2 separate regions of the Mus musculus genome follow, and region 2 is linked to region 1. The links are chromatin contacts, called in public Hi-C maps. All regions are on one chromosome and are shown on one strand. Each heading gives the region's core, a stretch centred on a gene start, on an enhancer-like site or on the middle of the called end of the contact. The rest is flanking DNA. Distances are from core to core; before and after follow the strand shown. Region 1 overlaps St6gal1 (beta galactoside alpha 2,6 sialyltransferase 1). Region 2 overlaps Masp1 (mannan-binding lectin serine peptidase 1).

Region 1 (6,103 bases), core at 1,843-4,342:
AGATTTATTTATTTATTTATTTATTACATGTAAGTACACTGTAGTTGTCTTCAGACACACCACAAGAGGGCGTCAGATCTCATTACAGATGGTTGTGAGCCACCATGTGGTTGCTGGGATTTGAACTCTGGACCTTCGGAAGAGCAGTCGGGTGCTCTTACCACTGAGCCATCTCACCAGCCCGCAAGGCAACTTATAAAAGAAAGCATTTAACTGGGGGCCTGCTTACAGTTTCAGAGGGTTAGTCCACATTCATCATGGTGGCGAGCATGGCAGCAAGCCGGGAGGTGTGGCACTGAAACAGTGACTAAGAGATGACATCTGATCCACAGGCAGCATGGAGAGAGAGAGAGAGAGAGAGAGAGAGAGAGAGAGAGAGAGAGACTGACCCTGGAAAGGGTCTGTGAATTATCAAAGCCCACCCCCAGTGACATACTTTCTCCAACAAGACCTCCTAATCCTTCCCAGATAATTCCACTAGCTAGGGACAGAGCATCAAACCCTGTGACTTCCAGTGTGAACATGGAACCCAAACCCCCAGCCCCAAATCCAATCTGTTCACAACTTCACTTTCTCAGAGCAATCAGAGCATTTCTTTGTTTCCTTCTTACTCAAAGAAGCAAGAGTTGATAAGGTTCCAGGAAATGACATGAACAAAGCCACAGAGCCTCAGTGTGAAGGCCAGCGCCATTCATCGCCCTGTTGCCCAGGGCAACCAAGGTCACTTTTCTGGGCCTCAACTTATTTGCTTATAAAGCAAGAATTCTATGACCAGAATTACAGAGTTGTTTTGAGAATTAAATGAGAAAGGGCCCAGCACCCATCAGTGTTCAGAACAAAACTGCTGATGGACCCTAGCTCTCAGGTGATCCTGGATCTTTGGCAAGGAAATGTCTCAGGATGCTCTTTCCTTGGGCTTCTTTTAGCTATAATGCAGTGTTCTTATTCTATGGAAAGCTTTTGCTGAGTTTTCTCAAGTCTGCAATTGGAAACATGGTCTAGGGTAGGAAATGGTAGCTCTCTCCGGATCCTGGTGGGGAAGTCCCCTAAGTATCTTCTGTAATGAATAACACAGAAGATGAGCCTTGAAAACTTTGAACAAAGATGAGTCAAAAAGGCCCTGTCCGTCAGAGTCACTGATGAGAGCAAAGTGCTTGAAGACCCATGCCATGGCTTCAAACAGAGGCTCAGAACCTACACACATCAGGACAGACCTCAGGGGACCTGAAGCAACGGCTGACACCTGGAAGTGACCTATTCACTGCAGCCTCTGACTGTCAAAGCGACGACGAGGCCAGAAGCCTGCTATTACTTATGGAACTGGAGCTCTTGTGCAAGCAAACCAAAATCCTGTTTAATGCAAACACTGGCCTGCAAACAAAGATGTCACCAACATAAACCTCCTGCTATCCTTCACAGAGGGTCTTCTATCTCGACCTGTCAGATGTGTTTGCCTGAATGGATCCAGTGCCACCAGGCTGCTCGAATGAGATGTTATTAGCCCTCATTTAGCACACTGCTCCACCCAGCTATACCGGGGCGTACCTCGTGGTGGGGGAAAGGCCTGCTTTGGCCTGTGTGCACAGAATACAGGCTGCAGAACTAGCTTCCTGATCATCACCCCCAGATCGTGGTAGCCTGATCCTAAGTGATAGGGTTTACGGAAGACAGTTCATTCTACTCACAAATAGGTAGGAGATTTAGACATTCAGAATGACAACTTGACAATCCAGACTCTACATCCCCTTTAGATCAAGTCCTAGGACGGATGACTTTTTAAGAGACTTTCACCATAAAGTTTATTTTCAATCATAACAGACTGGCTTACATGGGGCCCTTCCATGAGCCATACCTTTACAGGAAAGAAGCTACTGAGCAGTATTCCTAAAAGCTGGGATACTATTATTGCCAGGGCGCCCTTCTTCCCAGCTGGGTTTCTTTTTAACAAGAAATTCAAGGAGGCTTAGGACTAGACAACTAGCAAGCAATGGCGCTGTAGTTACAGAGCGGCATATCTGGTCCACACCGAGCCTGATCATTTAGTCACCTTCCTTGGAGTAGCTTAACTTTGCTGAAGTTTAAATGTGCATGTAGGACTCCACAGAGTCACCAGCACTTGCTTACAGGGGCTTTAAAGGGCACCTTGCACAATACCCAGCTCCTAAAATCTCTGGTCAGAGTCAGCCGCAGCCCTGGGCCTCAGGACCTTAGCTTGCTCTTCTCCGTGCTGCCCAATTAGCCATGAGAGTGTCTGAGACCAGGACTTAAACTCAGACCTGGACAACTGCAGACTATAAAGCGCTGACTCGAGGACTTCCCATAAGCCTCAGCAGCAGGGGATGTGGATAGGCCAACAGGGCAGAATGCCTACATGAGCAGTCTTGGCTCCAGGTTGAGCCCTGGACACAGTTCCTGTTGCTGCTCTTAGGAAATGGCACCAGCCAGCTAGGTACCCCTGAGCACCACAGGGAGGAAAGGAAGTTTGCTTAGGGCTGCCTCTAGCCACTGCTTTATCCTGTCCTTCATGGCTTTCCCCCAACTCCCTTGGGGAAAGATTCCAGTCTCCCACTCTTCCTTCAAACCTGTACTCAGCCCTGCCTCCTGGGGCTCTTCTCCTGGAAGACCTTGGAACTTGTGTTCCCGTCTCTGCACTCCCCCGCAGTGACCCGAGTCAGCTGAGCACTGCGGACCATGGGTTAGGGTGTGGGGAGGAGGCTTTGGTACTGTGCCTGGCCTTCAGATCAAACAGCTTATTGTTTCTCTTCTTTCTCAAGCACTCAGCCTAGGATTTTGATAGAAGTAGTCCCGTTGTGACTCACACATTAGTATGCAACTTAGAAATCATTCTTTCTATCACACAGATGTGTCCCAAGTCCAGGGGTTTCAGGAAGGCATAGGATCTACCTTCTGCTGCTTAGGCGTGGGGTGAAGAAAAAAGCCTTCTTCTTGGGTAAGACCTGATGTGCTGCCGCCTTTGCTAGAGGAAATTAAAAAAGGGAAACTTTGTCCCATTTTAAAGGAGGAACAGTTTACTAAACAGCGCAAGGGGAAGCCCAGCCACAGACAGCGAGGCAGAGACTGAGTCATGTATGAACCTGTTGTGGTCAGGGCTGGGGAAACTGGGAGAACATGAAGCTCGGATCCACTACTAGGAGGCCTCTGCTCCAGGAATCACTGGCTCCACTCCAAGCAGGGGACATCATGCTTTCGACCTCTTTGTTAAAACCTCTTCCTCAAAAATACGTTTACATTACAATTCGTAACAATAGCAAAATTACAGTTATGAGGTTGCAACGAAAATACTTTTATGGCTGGGGGGGCGGGGGTCACCACCATATGAGGAACTGTGTTAAAGGGTGGCAGCGTCAGGGTGGTTGAGGGCACTGGTCTAAACTGTGAGGAGCTTTGGTGGAATGTGAAGTGCCATTGTGGCAGATAGCAGGCAAGCTGTGGCCCTCCCTCGCCCTCTCCCAGCCAGTGTCACCCTGACCAGCTGATGTGGAACTCATTCCTACATAGGGATGTCAGGCTTAGTCGGGGACAGAGATGAGACACAATGGAGAATGTAACCTCCCCGAGAAGAATGGGGACATTCTAAAGGGACACTTGGGGCCATCACATTGACTGTCAGACTACAGAAACAATGGACCCCAAGAATCCAGAACTCCCCTCAAGGATCTTAAACTAGAAGAAAAGGCTGAGTTTCTGAGGACAAGCAGAGGAGAAAGCTGTCTCCTGTAGGAAGGGTAAACATGGGGAGACAAACTGAGAGAACAGGAGATGGAGATAAAGAACTCCCTGTCTAGGACTGCTTAGTTCCGTATGCTCCTTGACACCTATTTAAGCCTCATCCATATTAGCTCCCAAACACCAATTTGTGTTGCTACATCTCTGATTCCCTTCCCAGGCTGTTAGGGCTCAGGAGCTCAGCCTAAAACTCAGCAACAGGAACAACTACAGGATCAACCTGAGAAACACTATGTTGTGTCTAGAAGCACCAAAGTCCCAAAAGGAACCTGAACAATTCAAACCCAGGTTTGCATCCCACCACTGACCTTTACCACCACCACCACACACACACACAAACACACACACACTCAGACACACAGAGACACATACATACACAGAGACACACACAGAGAGACACACAGACACACACACACACAAACCATCCCTACCCTAGAGCCAGTTTCTGAGCACTAAAGCTAATTTCATTCAAAATGGGTGCTGTAAGCAGCCATGCCTCTCTGTTGCTAAACCAATTATCAATGTCTCTGTTTCTATCTTGGTGAGGCTTCAAAGAGCCCCACTAGGGAGCAGGTGTAGTCTGGACCCAGAGGCACAGGGCTGCTCTGTCTCCACGGGAGACAGAAGAATGCTTCCAAATACTTTCTGCCTCCCCTCTTCCCCTACGCCCTCCCCCCTTACCCCCCTCCCCCCTCATCCCACCCCACCCCCACGTTCTCAGCCTCCACAGGATCAAGTTTCCTCTGACCCAGTGGATCCAGAAGATCTCTAGGCCTCACACTGAGTCCTTTTCAGAGGTCTCACATGACAGCCTGGCAGGCGCAGCTGTTCCCAGAGAAGGCATTAATAATACAGGCCTTTTTCCGCAAACTCTGGCAAACAGTCTGAAATGACAAGTGGAAACACTGTGTCAAAATTCTCCCTGGGGCTGAGGGTGGGGGTGGCCAGAGTAACTCACCTTTATCTGGAGGGACTTGGAGCTCTCTGGGGGAGGCTAGAGGAAATAGCTAGGGGTGAGAGGGAGGGGCGCAAGCACAGGCATTCCGTGACACCAGGGACTTCAAAGGAATGCTGTGGGGGCAAGAAACAGGGGAATACAGCCCCTGTGACTTATCGGCCCAGTGGTGAACTGAGCCAGGGATTACCACTTGGCAATAGCAAACTACAGAGGTACAATTGCCTGAGACAGAAGGGGGGGGGGCCACCAGGGGGTGAGAGGCTCAGAGGACTTGCATGCCCTTTGTTCTTGCACTCTCTGGGCCTAAGAGAGCAATGCACTTACTCATGAAGGACCAATAACTTAAGTAGTGTGGGCTATATAGGAAGAGACCCCCCAGGCTCAGTACCCACGGCACAGTCAGCACACACTTTGCTCCCTCAACAGCCTCAGTTCCCTCAGCAGGAAGATGTGGAATGATGCCACACAGTGTAAAGATTCATTCAAGAATGTGATGTGCGAAGAACACCATCCCTCACCCCCAGGCAATGCATGGGAGCAGGCACCCATGAACGGGCTTCTAGTCCTTCCATACAGAGCTGAGCCAGCCTGTCATCAAGTCTATCTTCAGTTCCGGGGAGAGGGGCAAGGTTGTGGGGAGGTGAACAGGGTACAAAACCACTGGCTACGCCCCCTGGGCATCTTGCATTATTTGGGTCTGATCTGTGGTCTGGACGCTGGAGCCCCGGAGGACTCTGGGCAGGGAGAAGAGTGAGCCCATGCAGCTTGTGGAGTTTCTTCTAAACCAGCTGGGCTCTGGAGTATCAGGGCTTGATGGACCAAGACTGTCTCCAGGACCAGAGCTAGGGAAACAGCTAGGGCTCAGGTTTAAGGAGAAACTCACTCAGCTGTGTAGGCTCAGATTGGCACCTAGAGATAGCAGAAGCTTGTCTGGACCTGATCAAAACCCTGAGGGCCCAGCCTCCCAGGTCCAACCTCACTCACCTCTCTTGTGTGGGTTAGCTGAGCACTTTCATGGAAACCTCTATGTGCTGTAGTACTGCTCAATGGGACAGGCAGTGCACACACACACACACCAGAGGGGCGATAAGAAAGAAGTTGAGAAGTGACTGAACAAGGAAGTTTGCTGCAGGAAAGAGATGTGGTGTGGGGAGGCCGCTGGTGTGTGTGTGGACAGGCAGAGCTCAGAAGTAGCAACAGAAAGCTAGAACAGAAGCAAGCCTGAGAGCGGCTGTGTCCACCTAGCAGGGGCTGGCTCCCATCCACTCGGTCTGTCCCATTCCCCTGGCACAAGTGTGGTCCCAGTGCCTACCTGTAAGTGGACCTTGCCGGCAGAGGGACTGGCATAGACCAGGCGAGGTTGAGCATGTCTAAATCTCGGAAATCTCAAGAAGTGAG
Region 2 (6,103 bases), core at 2,662-5,161, 230 kb before region 1:
TCACCAGCTCAGTCCAGGAGCAGCAAAGTCAGGAGACAGAAGGCTCTGCATACAGGAATAGAAGAGCCAGTTGCAGGTACAATATATCACAGTCTCAGAACAAAATCACTCATGCCTTTTCCAAGCACTGAACACATTTCAAACCCTGTTGCCTAAGTGCATTGTGAGATCAGGCTCAAAGTTCAGGGTCCTGTGATCTAAACTGTGTCTATGTACAGATGCTCGCTCACAGTAGGGGCTTCTGTGCAGCTACTCTTTGCCATAGATCTCTGAACCTATGGGGAAAGTTACTTGGCTCACAATGCCCAGTGTCTGGTTCTCCTTGTGGTGTAAGACTAAAATGAACACGGCAAAACCCTCACTGAAGTGGGAAAAATAGAAATAGCACAGCAATCAGCTCTGTGTTGTCTGCTCAAGAACTTAGGGACGTTCCCTGGAGAGAGCCCGCCCTATGCTCTCTGTGGCTCTGGATGATCACCTGGGTTCTGCTTCTGGCTTCATAACTTCACCTTGAGAGACATCCTTTCCTTCTCCCAAGACAGAGCTCAAGTTAGCAGCCAGGAGCTCTCAACACACTTGAACCCAAGATTTCATCTCATTTCTCGTCATCTGTCTCATCATTTCTAGTTGAAGCTGGCACACCCCCCTTGATGGTTTCTTTTGAGCCTTCTAGATGTGAGAATATAGTTCTTTATAGAAAACAACAGCAAACAATGACAAGCAGAGTCGTTTTTCGAGTTGTCTTTTGTGCTTAGAAGAGCACTTCAGAGTCTGTAAGAGTCATATCTGACTTCTGGTTTGTGTGATAAGTTCCAGGCTGTCTCAAGTCCTTCAGAGCTCAACACACAGGTCATAACAACGCAGCTTTGACCTCACCCTTATCTTGCAGCTACTTTTTCTTTCTAGTGGAAGGAACAATTCCCAGGCCCAGTCCCGCCCTCTCTAAGTTATCACATTTCTGACAGCTTAGTGGATACTTGCTTCTTCTTAATAACTACGTAGTGCACAGCCAACAGAGCATGCCCACATGGAGTGCTCTGTGGGTATTTTCTTAGCCAGAGCACCAGCCCACTGTGTTAATGTTTTATGCTACCAAAGCTGGTTTCCCAATTGATTCACCACTACAGAGCTCACACCCTTTTTTTTTTTTTTTTTTTTTTTTTTTTGCAAGAGTCCAATAGTGGTTTCCTTACCATTATTCTAGAGTTCATTATATGAGCCAGTTCCCCAAACCAAGGTCAAAGGACATTGTCCTCTGACATTCCACCATTCAATTGGGAGAGTTGAATTGGAGTCACTGTGAGCATGTAAGATCATGAATGTTAGAGGTCACACCATTTGTAGGGAGAGTTTAGGGGAGTTAATGCTGGGAATGGAAAGTTTGAGGGCAACAGAGAAAACGACCAAGCCATTCTCCTAAAGCCCCAGCACCAGTGGAAAGGTTGACATCTATATAGGGATCTAACTAAAAAGGTCTCCAGAACTCTTGGCTCAAAGACGACAGTGGATCTTTAAGGATCCACATTCACCTATCAGATGGCATTTACACATTCCTGCTGGTTCTCAGAGCCTGTAAGTGGGAAGGGGAGCCAGGTATAGAGTAGAGGAATAAGAAAACAAGTGAGAACTTCTATGTCTTCTCCATCTGCCCAAGACAACCTTTACCATCATGAAAATAGGCTTAATCCCAGAGTAATGGCTACCACCTTCCAGGTTTCCACCAGCTCTTCTTTGGAACAACCCTAGAATGATACAAGAAGGAAATCCTAGGGCCCCAGATCAGCTATATTGTTAATAAGGTATTCCAGCACGGATGCTGATGTCTGCCTAAAATAAGCATGAAATGTTCTTCACGGGCCCAGAGTAGGTTTCAGAAGGGTTTTGGTGTTGGTTGTGAGTGATGCCAAACAAGTGCTCTACAACTGAACTGTGTCTTCCAGCTCCTAAAGATCTCCTGGACCTTCTCAGCTGGATACATCTGGTTTCCTTCCCTAAAGCCCAAGGCTGCCCATTTTCATTGCAGTTCTTATACCCTAGCACTATCACAGGGCACACATTTGAGCATTTTTATTATTTTCCTACTAAATTTCACATCCCCAGAGGCAAGGTGCATGCTTGTTAGCTCATGTCACAAAGTAAGTAATTTTTGAACAGTTTTCATATTATAGTCCGGACAGAAATCAGGACAACTGAGTTAAAAGAAACCAAACTGATGACATGCAGCCACATACTGATGCCCTAAATAACAGTAGCTTACAGTAATATAGTTGCCATCAATAGGAAATAGGAAGTGCAGAGTCTGTGATCCTCAGTCGCAGGGGCCTCTAGTTATAAATTCCATGTTTCACATGATAAGCTGCCTCCACCACATTGGGGTCTAGATACAAGGACAGTCAAAACAGAAGCCATGGCTCAATCTTGCTATACTCAGAGCCAAATGATCTTGCAGCATTTTATAACAGTGGGATATAAATGTTTGCCAGGGTCACCGAGCCTTTTATTTAGCTTATGGCTTGAGCTGTCACTCAGCCACATTCTCTCTGGGAGAAAAACCCATGAACTCAAGATAAGGTTTCAAGTGGCTCTCGAGCCAGGAAAGTTGTTTGGCGGAGTGTCTGTGTCCTTTGTCACGCTCTGTGTCGCATCGCACTCTCTGTGTTGGTGCCTCTTCCCTGAGTCCCAGAACCTTCTCAAAAGCAAAACATGCTATCAGAAGTGCTCAAGTTATCTCTCAGCTCTTCTGAAGTCACTTCCCCTCTGGGTCTCAGCTTCCTCTGGAAGAAGAGAAACTAAATCTCTTGCAGGTCCTCCTCATCCGCAGTAAACTCCACTTCTATTCTGGGCTGCAGGCTGAATTGTTAGGACCTCAGACTGTCTCTTGTCTGCTTCTACAAATATCTCTATGACTCAGTTTTCTTGGCTTTCCGCTAGAGCATGCATCCCTGTTCTCTAGACTGGGGTAAACCTTAGGTGGCGATTGCTTACCATCATGAAAATAGCCTTCATCCCAGACGTTGCAAGGAGTGAGAAAATCCATTCTAGGTCCCAAGTAGATCTCTATTCCAGATTATCTGTGGCCGATTTTGCTTGAAAGAGCCCGTGCCCTGCACACTGCAAAATCCAAGAGGCTGCGGGACTGCCAGGCTACAGAGAGGTTTCTGCGCTATGGTCCTTATTGCTTAAGTTCTGACAGTTCAGTAGTATTCAATTCTCAACTGTGTCAATATGGTTCACAAATAATCTTATCTTCACTAGTCATCCTAGACCTGTGTGTTGAGATATCTACAGGCCTATAGGGCTATACTCTGATGGTACTAGAGACAACTAACATCAAGTTAGAACGCTGGGGTTTTGCAGTTACCCACTGAAGAACCTCGTCCCTTAGTCCTTCTTCTAAATCTATTAAATCTCGTTTCTATTAAATTCCAACAAGAGCAGTGTAAATAGGTTCTAATTTATAGCATATTAAAAATAGGCAGACAGAAAGTAGGGCTACTACTGTACACCAACATAAACCACTTCATTAAAAAGTTGTAAAAACTGCAGAGGCATACAGCTGAGCAGTGTTCCAGGCAGGGCAAACAGTAGAAGGGCTCAGTATCCCCAGGGTCCCACTCTAATGTAGTATAATGACACTTGACATTTGTGATGTTTGAATTCACCCAGGGAAGCTTAGTGTGTTTTACTTAAGAAAATTGTGATTTACATAAAACACTTAAAAAAAAAAAAAGGAAGTGCTCTACCCTAATAGAAAAGGATTTTAAGGATTACTGTTAGAAAACCTTCAGTTATCTGGAAACCCCCATTAACCATGTTAGCATAGCTGCTGGAAGGCAAAGAGTGGCAGTTCAGCTGTGTAGAGAAAGGCACATTCTGCAGCTAGAGTCTGTGGGAGATCGCTACTATCTGCACAGAGAGAACAAATAGCAAGGCCATGAGCTCATCTTCTGTTTACACTTCAGTTCCCGACATTAGTGATTAATTGTCCTTGTGTTTTGTTGCCAGGGGCAAATTGCTTTCCTTCTTATTTTAAATAAATAAACCATTAGTTTCAAAACAGAAGTGTCAGATGTCAAGATATCCTGCCATACTAGGCTTAGGGACACAACAATGGACTCATTAGAAGCCACTCGAGACAGACAGCCTTTGAGAAATTCCTTTTGGTGACAGAAACCATTCTCCATTGGACCTTCTCCTGTAGGTTGGTTAAAACACCAGTGCAGATGTTAACAAACAGAAATATAAGCTTAAAAGAATCAAGTGGGCTGTAAGCTGCTTGGGTAGGAGTAAGGAAGTAGGTTAAATGTGCGTAGTCAATAGCACCAACCAGCTCTTTCCCAGGGCCAGACATGTAAAGTCAGCTTTAGGCAAGCAATAGGTTCTCTCTACTTTGTTATCCAAATTTTCACAAGGGTCCCAGGCCCTTCCAAAGTACAGAGTTCTTTTATCAAGTAGGGAAATGCTGAGTCTGATTTCGGCATGTGTACATGCATGTAACCTCTGGAGGCCTCCAAAAAGCAGTTTCTAAATGTTTCAGGACTACCTATTAAATGTAGTTATGAGTACATGACTTCTTGCTCAAAAAATTTTAATGTCTTCCACTCACACCATTAACATTACCAAAGGTCAACCAGAGCAGGCTGCAATGTCCTTCCAAACACAGTTTCCTCCTGCAATTCTCACCGACTCTCTGGCTCCTCAGAGTCCCCGTAATGTGTCTTGAAGTTTAAGTTCTTCTTAGCAAATATTTATTGGATAAATAACTATGTGCCAGGTTCTAGTCTGTGGGCTGGGGAAATGCCGATTGAAAACAAAACTCTCTTAATGCCCTGTAGCTTTGTGTTACGCTGGGAACCCTTCAAGTCCTGACTGCTTCTGTGAATTCGCTCATCACACTGTTCCAGCCCCACTTGTGTCTGTTGGTCTGAACACCACTGTCCCACAGAACTTTGCCTGTCTTTCATCACCCTGTCTCCTCGAGCTTGGTACAGTGGCAGGCACACACTGGATGCTCTGTGAATGGCTTATTGTGTGGAGTGTCTCTTTTCCCAGGAAGCATGGTTAGCTGCATATAGAATCTATTTGTGAGGCTATCTAGCTCTTTTCAAGTTTTCCATGGAATTGTTTTCAAAGAATAACTCATCCAGATGGCAAAGAGGAGACACACACCAAGTGCCTGCTGAGGAAATCGAACCAAACAAACAGAACTGATCACATGGCCACATTCGCTTACACCAGTCCCATGTCGTCAGCAGATCTGTTCCTAGCTCCCTCTCTTTGAGTTTCCAATGCTGCCTCATCTGCTTGTGGGCAGACCTGTTCTCAGTCTTCTTGAAGAACCCGAGAGAGGCTGACAGGGGAAGGCACTCATTTTATTCCTTTTCACTTTGTCCCCAAAGGTAGAAACAGAAGACCAGGTGCTGGCAACCTTTTGTGGCAGGGAGACCACCGATACTGAGCAGACCCCCGGCCAGGAAGTGGTTCTTTCGCCTGGCACCTTCATGTCTGTCACTTTCCGGTCAGATTTCTCCAATGAGGAACGATTCACAGGCTTCGACGCCCACTACATGGCTGTAGGTAAGTTGCCTCATCTTCAGGTCTCCCCTTATCTCCAGAGATGAAAACTCCCTTGTGCTCTTTCCTTGACTGACATCCACCCCCATGGATTCTGCCTGCAGTGGCTTCCTGCACTTTTGCATCTCAAATCCACCCATCTAGCTAGCTACCACTCAGCCAACAATTAATCTTTATTGATATATTCTAAAGTAATGGCAAATATCATTATATTGCTTCCTAGTTCAACACCTATTAACAATGCTTTGTTTTGCTGTAGAATATACATATAATAAAATGTATAAATCTTACATGTGCATTTCTGGTATTTTGTACATATCTATTCCTTTCTCTTCTTCTTCCTCCTCTTCCTCTGTAGATTAGTTTTGCTTCCAAAATTTCACATAAATGAACATACAGGAAGTATAGTTGGGGATGGTATAAAGTTGGAAAGCTTCAACTAGGTTGTTATAGCTCCCTGGACAGAACTGTGTTCCACAGTGTTAATGAATACACTGTAAAGATTTTGTTCATTTCCCATTGAGGGATA

Evidence for each region. Hi-C and Micro-C count contacts between places; a contact is called where the count stands out from the background.
Region 2: a Hi-C map of Sertoli cells shows a contact between it and region 1, with 4 times the contacts expected there. The contact joins two enhancer-like sites. A contact is called at or near these places in 1 of 484 Hi-C or Micro-C datasets (Sertoli cells) and 1 of 115 datasets of contacts at active chromatin or transcription factors (pancreatic cancer cells).

Annotation. Positions count from the first base shown.
Region 1 is chr16:23,269,295-23,275,397 of GRCm38.p6, reverse strand. All of the region lies in intron 2 of St6gal1 (beta galactoside alpha 2,6 sialyltransferase 1), which reads right to left. Among named protein-coding and RNA genes, the nearest start is that of BC106179, 47 kb to the right of the region's middle. Within about 2 kb of position 3,092, at least 179 of the 459 cell types and tissues checked have an H3K27ac peak or open chromatin away from gene starts, as enhancers often do. A contact at or near this core is called in Sertoli cells, where this site is marked.
Region 2 is chr16:23,495,554-23,501,656 of GRCm38.p6, reverse strand. It overlaps Masp1 (mannan-binding lectin serine peptidase 1), which reads left to right. Exons shown (of 11, transcript NM_001359083.1): 3 at 5,400-5,577. Among named protein-coding and RNA genes, the nearest start is that of Masp1, 22 kb to the left of the region's middle. Within about 2 kb of position 3,911, at least 93 of the 459 cell types and tissues checked have an H3K27ac peak or open chromatin away from gene starts, as enhancers often do. A contact at or near this core is called in Sertoli cells, where this site is marked.